Regions from separate parts of the Mus musculus genome. Here region 2 is linked to region 1. A link is a contact called in public promoter capture Hi-C data. All regions are on one chromosome and are shown on one strand. The core of a region is the stretch at or near the end of the contact, and the rest is flanking DNA. Distances in the headings are between cores, read along the strand shown.

What was found. Promoter capture Hi-C pulls out the DNA fragments that hold promoters and counts their contacts.
Region 2: a contact with region 1 is called in a promoter capture Hi-C map of liver, with 6 times the contacts expected there. The contact joins the promoter of Enpep here to the promoter of Ap1ar in region 1. A contact is called at or near these places in 6 of 39 promoter capture datasets (the C10 cell line, hippocampal neurons, liver and 2 more) and 3 of 115 datasets of contacts at active chromatin or transcription factors (extraembryonic endoderm stem cells, large pre-B cells and pro-B cells).

Annotation. Positions count from the first base shown.
Region 1 is chr3:127,836,217-127,838,852 of GRCm38.p6, forward strand. Ap1ar (adaptor-related protein complex 1 associated regulatory protein) reads right to left here and starts at 1,307. Exons shown (of 10, transcript NM_145964.3): 1 at 933-1,307. The coding sequence starts at 1,009. Gm43653 (a long non-coding RNA gene) reads left to right here and starts at 1,281. Exons shown (of 2, transcript XR_003954551.1): 1 at 1,281-1,967.
Region 2 is chr3:129,331,404-129,334,039 of GRCm38.p6, forward strand. Enpep (glutamyl aminopeptidase) reads right to left here and starts at 1,346. Exons shown (of 20, transcript NM_007934.3): 1 at 459-1,346. The coding sequence starts at 1,078.

The sequences.
Region 1 (2,636 bases), core at 57-2,556:
TACCAAACTAAGTAGAAATGTTTTAAGTCCATCCCCTCCCATTCTAGGGACGCATAGAGTAACACCTTCACTACTTTGACACACTGCTTAATTAGTGAATCATTTTATAATGCACTCATGACCCAAAGATTCGAATTACAAATCACTTGGTTCCAGTTTGTGTGGGCTGAAAGCTTCCCAATACAAAGCTATTGGCTGAAAATTGGGCACCATGCTTAAGAAAGTTCAAAACAGATATGTTCTTTAGTTAGATTGGCTGGCTTAGATTTTTTGATTCTAGGTTTTAATTCCCGAAAAATGCTTAGGAATAATAAAATCAACATCAATGCTATGTGCCCCCGGGTTTTTTGTTTTGTTTTGTTTTTTCACTATTCTAGGAAATAAAGGTACAACAGTAATCACACAATTTTGCTATTGGATAGAAAAATCTGAAGCATATCCCACTTTCCTCACAAGAGACGTGCTGCTCGGTGACATTTTGGTTAGATTATCGAGCATAAGGGTAGCAATCACAGCATGGTATTCCTCTCCAAAATTCTAAGTTATTGCTATGAAAGGATTCGCATACAGCCGCACCAGTCGCTTCAATGGCCAGTGTGCACTGCGATCCTGCAGCTCTTTACCTAAGAGTTCACCAGAGCCTGGAGCAGAAGTGACTTCTATTTAAAATGCACCTGGGGCATCAACCTTGGGGCCAGATTTTCACCTGTTCTGTCAAGGCCCAAAAGGAAGACCAAACACAGAGACAGAAGCTTTGGCGTTAAGTCAAAGCAGGGTGTGTCCAGGAGGCAGTGCCGGGTGCTTACAGGAGATCGTACCTCCCGAGGTAAGTCCTCAGGGACAGGGAGCCTGCACGGGGGCGGCGGGCACCACCACCACCGCCGATCCCCGGCCGCGCATCCCGGGCATCCCGGGCCTGCGCTGCCGCTTACCCTCCGCCCGCTCGCTGCAGCCGACCCGCTTCCCGGCGGAGCAGCCCGAAGCATTGCGTCCAGCAGCAGTTCCCCATCGCATGCCGCCCGGAGCCGCCGCTCCTCCTCCTGCCCCGAGCGCGAGCCCAGGCGGAGCAGCTGCATCCGCGCCGGCCGGAGCTCGGCAGACGGCGACGCCGGGAACAAAGGCCGCCGCTAGGCCCGCGGGCTCCGGGCTACCGCGGCGCGAGGGACGAGCGCAGGGCCGTGGGGTCCCGGGTCTCCAGCCGTCCGCATGGCCCGCTCGCCACCCGCCCGGCCGCCCGCGCCCGTCACCGCCCCGGCAGCCGCGGGAGGCCCGCGCCGCCACGCCCCCTGCCGCTCCCGGGCTCCCATTGGACACGTTTCTGGCGGCTACCGCTTCCGGCGGCTGGCGCGGGCGTCATTTCCGCTGGATTCCGGCTTGGCTGGCAGCGCCGGGCAGGAGGCGCTGTTCTCGGTTGTAGGTGCTGTGTGCTGAACCTGATCCTAGACGGGGATCTGCTCTCTCTCTCTCTCTCTCTCTCTACGCCACTTCTGGCGCCTTCGTCGCCCGCTGTCAAGCAGTGGGGATCATGCAGCGCATGCTCGAGCGCAAGCTTAGCCTTCGAACTTTGTACCTAGAGCGCACGAGCCTCCCCTTCTGCAGCAGCGGGTCGGAAGTCACCCAACGAGTGCGCTCCAGGATGGCACCAGAGCTAGAGGCAGAGAGGAGGGACTCACTGCCGTTACTTAGAACACACTAAGAGGCTTTTTGTTTTATTTTGTTTTGTTTTGTTTTAATTCTTAAAATATTCTCGTTTGCGGAGCAGCTTATTCTCGTTATACTGCCAGCGGACTGGAGAGACACTGTGCACTCCTAGGCGGATTTTCTTTTATTAAAAACGAAAAGTTCCAGCTTGGGCATGTAGCTCGGTTGGTAGAAGTGTGGTGGAAAAATCTGCAGTCAACAGCACTTGAGAGATGGAAGCAGAGTCATAAATTCAAAGTCAACCTCAGATACACATTAAGTTGGAGGTCAGTCCGGACTGTGTGAGACCCTGTATTTTTATTTTTTATTTTTTAAATTAAAAGTAATTTCAGGTGGAGAAGAGGAGAACCAGAAGAAGTCAGCAAAAGGTCTTGGGTTTTCGGGAGAACAAGCCATTTCTAATTCAAATATAATATTCTAATTCCAAGTTAAGAAGAGCAAGGCTGGGGTAAAGGTCCATGTTCTCAAATGCCACCCTAAAAACCCCCTTTCAGACACCAGGTAGCTTTAAAAGCAGAAGGCAGAAGTATGCCTGGGAGTTGGAGGCCGGCCTGATCTACAGAGCCAGATCCTGGCCAGCCATGTCTATGTAATGAAACCCTGTCTAACCCAACTGGATCCAAGGCATAGTTGTTTCACAAATGCCCAGTTCTGTGGATAACATGCTCCACTGATACCATATATTACAATTTTAACCCACTTTAGTGTGAGTGAAATGGTGACATTGAAAAAAAAAAAAGAAAAGAAAACAGTACTACTAGGAAAACATTCTTTCAACTACTCATTTTGTTGGTTCTTAGCATCAAGGCCAGCCATGATTTCAGTCTTAGCACTTAGTGAACTTGACTCTTTGGTATTCAAGTGGACAAGCCCCACTGCTCATTGGATGCCAGTGAAATGGCTTAATGGTTTCCTAAATTGTCACTGCATTTTCC
Region 2 (2,636 bases), core at 96-2,595, 1.5 Mb after region 1:
GGTGATACATTTTCAAATTACAAGAAGGCAAAACATCTTACTTCTCAGATGAACAAGCAGAATTGAAAGCAAGGGCAGATAGGGATCAGACCCACAAAACACAAGAGATGGGAAGCAAAGAGAAAAGGCAAAAATAAACACTGCAGAAACTGGGTTCAGAGGAAGCACCACACAGCACTGTATTGCACCGCACACAGAACAACACAGCACAGCACCACACTGCATCACACCTCGTCCCACCACACACAGCATAACACAGCACCACACTGCACATAGTAGCACATACAGCTCAGCACCGCACCGCACCGCACACAGAACAAAACAACACAACACAACACAACACAACACAACACAACACAGCACAGCACCACACTGTATCACACCTCGTCCCACCACACACAGCATAACACAGCTCTGCACTACACACAGTAACACACACAGCACCACACAGCACATACCTGATTTGCCCGTCCTCCATGTAGGTGGTTTTGTAAAAACCCACAAGGGAACCGTTCAGCCAGCCTTTAAACTCCATGGTCAGCCGATAGACACTGTCCCCACTGGTGGCCGCAAGGTCTTCTGCAGCCTGGATCACCACGTACTCCTGCTTCTTATACTCGAAGCACCGTCGAATTGGTACCTGCTCCCCAGAGGGCCTCCTTAGCTCCGGCAGCTTGGTGATCTTGGTCTCCCTGATGTGGAGCCATAGGTCACGAGTGGGTTTGCTCAAGTTGACAGAGATGGTCACTATTCCCGTGTACCTGTCTTCCTCCATCAGGGCCTTCACCTCCAGGTCGTAGTGAACTGGATTGATGAAGTCAGGCAGCCTGAAGTTTTTCCATTCTCCGCTTTCATCTTCACTGTCAGGGCAGACATTCTGGTCCTGAGGAGGGAGGGCAGTGCTGGCTTCCGGAGGAGGTTGGGAAGGAGCTGGGGTTGTGTCCTGCTCACACGACCTGGTCAAACCCACAGAAAGTCCCACTATTAATCCAACTGCCACCACTACTCCACAGATGATGGCCACGTGTTTGCCTTTAATGCAGTATTTCTTGGAGGGCTCTTCCTCTGCAAAGTTCATTTTCTCCCCCGAAGTCAGATGTTACACATGAAAGGATGTTAAATTTAACTAACTTTCCTTGTCAGCTGACTTCCCTTTTCAATTGGAAGGCGTCCGATCCCTGGCAGCTTGGCTTCGCTTTCCCACACCTCTCCCTCTTCCCGGTCCTGCTCGTCCCCACCGGCCACTCCAGGATGAATGCGGAGACCAAGGAGTAGGATGGAGACGCAGAAGAGAAGCTGACTTGAAGGAGGAGGACTGATGAGAATGTTGGCTCAGCGCTATATAAACAGCGTCTCCCCAGGCCTGCCCCTTCTGAACTGGAGCGAGTTAAATATAAAACAGGGCTTGAGCTTATCGGCCAATACAGCAAAGGGGTGGGGGTTGGGAGAGGTGGAGATGTTGCCAAACCTCTGTCAGCTTCAGAGAAATCACTTGGCAAAGAGGTGTGCTTACGATAGAAAACGCAACCTTTGCCATCAGATCTAGGGCTTCTTCTTGCTGTGTGAGCAGCCGGGCTCTCTCAGCCAAAGGGCTTCTTAAATTTCACTATTTTATTAGGTTGCTTGCCAAAGAAGCTAAGCGTGATTTTTTTGTTGTTTTTTTTTTTTTTTTCTCCTCCTCTTTTCCTTCAAATTATGTAAACATTCCATTTCTGCCCTCTGCGGAAATCATATCTTAGAGTTCGATACTTGGAGGAGTTTCTAAGTTTAAGGATCATTTAGTCAGTCAGTGACAGAGTTACAGGACCAGGTAGTCCAAGGCAGGTAGATGGAAGGCAGAAGGGGAAATGCGAAGCAACTGGCCAGGTCAGGAAAGCCGAAAAAGGGGAAGGAGAGTGAGGGGGGGAGGGGGAACTTTGGAAAGTCTGAGAGTTTGTCCCAAAACGAGAGTATGCTCTGCAAACTTAGGAATAGTATGTCAGCTTTGGAGCAGATAGCAGCTGTAATGGCTGGCCCTACCAGAGAGCCATTAGCAATGATGTCATTGGTAGGGAGTGAAGGTATGCATAGAGGATTACAACTTCTTATGAGTAGCCAAGTTGCAAACACTAGCCATTGCTGACAATGGCAATGCAAACGTAATGTAGCTATGGAGGTTTTGAGAATTATATATAGTATTTTCTATAAGGTACTTTATAGAAACTAGCATACAAATTTTTTCCCACAATCCCATGCAATTGATTCTATTTGGCTGCCTGTTATAGAGATGGTGAAGGACACGCAGCTGGCAGTAGCAGAATTGGTGTCTGAGTTGAAGGGCCATGTAGTTACTGCACTGCACAGATTTTCTTATATAAAGAGAAGGAATATTCAAGATTAAATGATTATTAAAGGCTTAGCATTTTCCAAAGAGCAATTCCCATGGTCTAGGTAAGATAACATTAAAATCTCTGTCTGGGGAGATGGCTTAGTAAGTTTGTGCCTTGCAGCAGGCACGAAGGCCTGAGTTTGGTTACTAGTACCCACATTAAAAAAAAAAAAACAAACAAACGAACAAACAAACAAGCCCAAGTATAATGGTATAAAACTCGGAATGCCAGTGTTGGAGAGGTGTAGGCAACGGGATCATTGAAGCT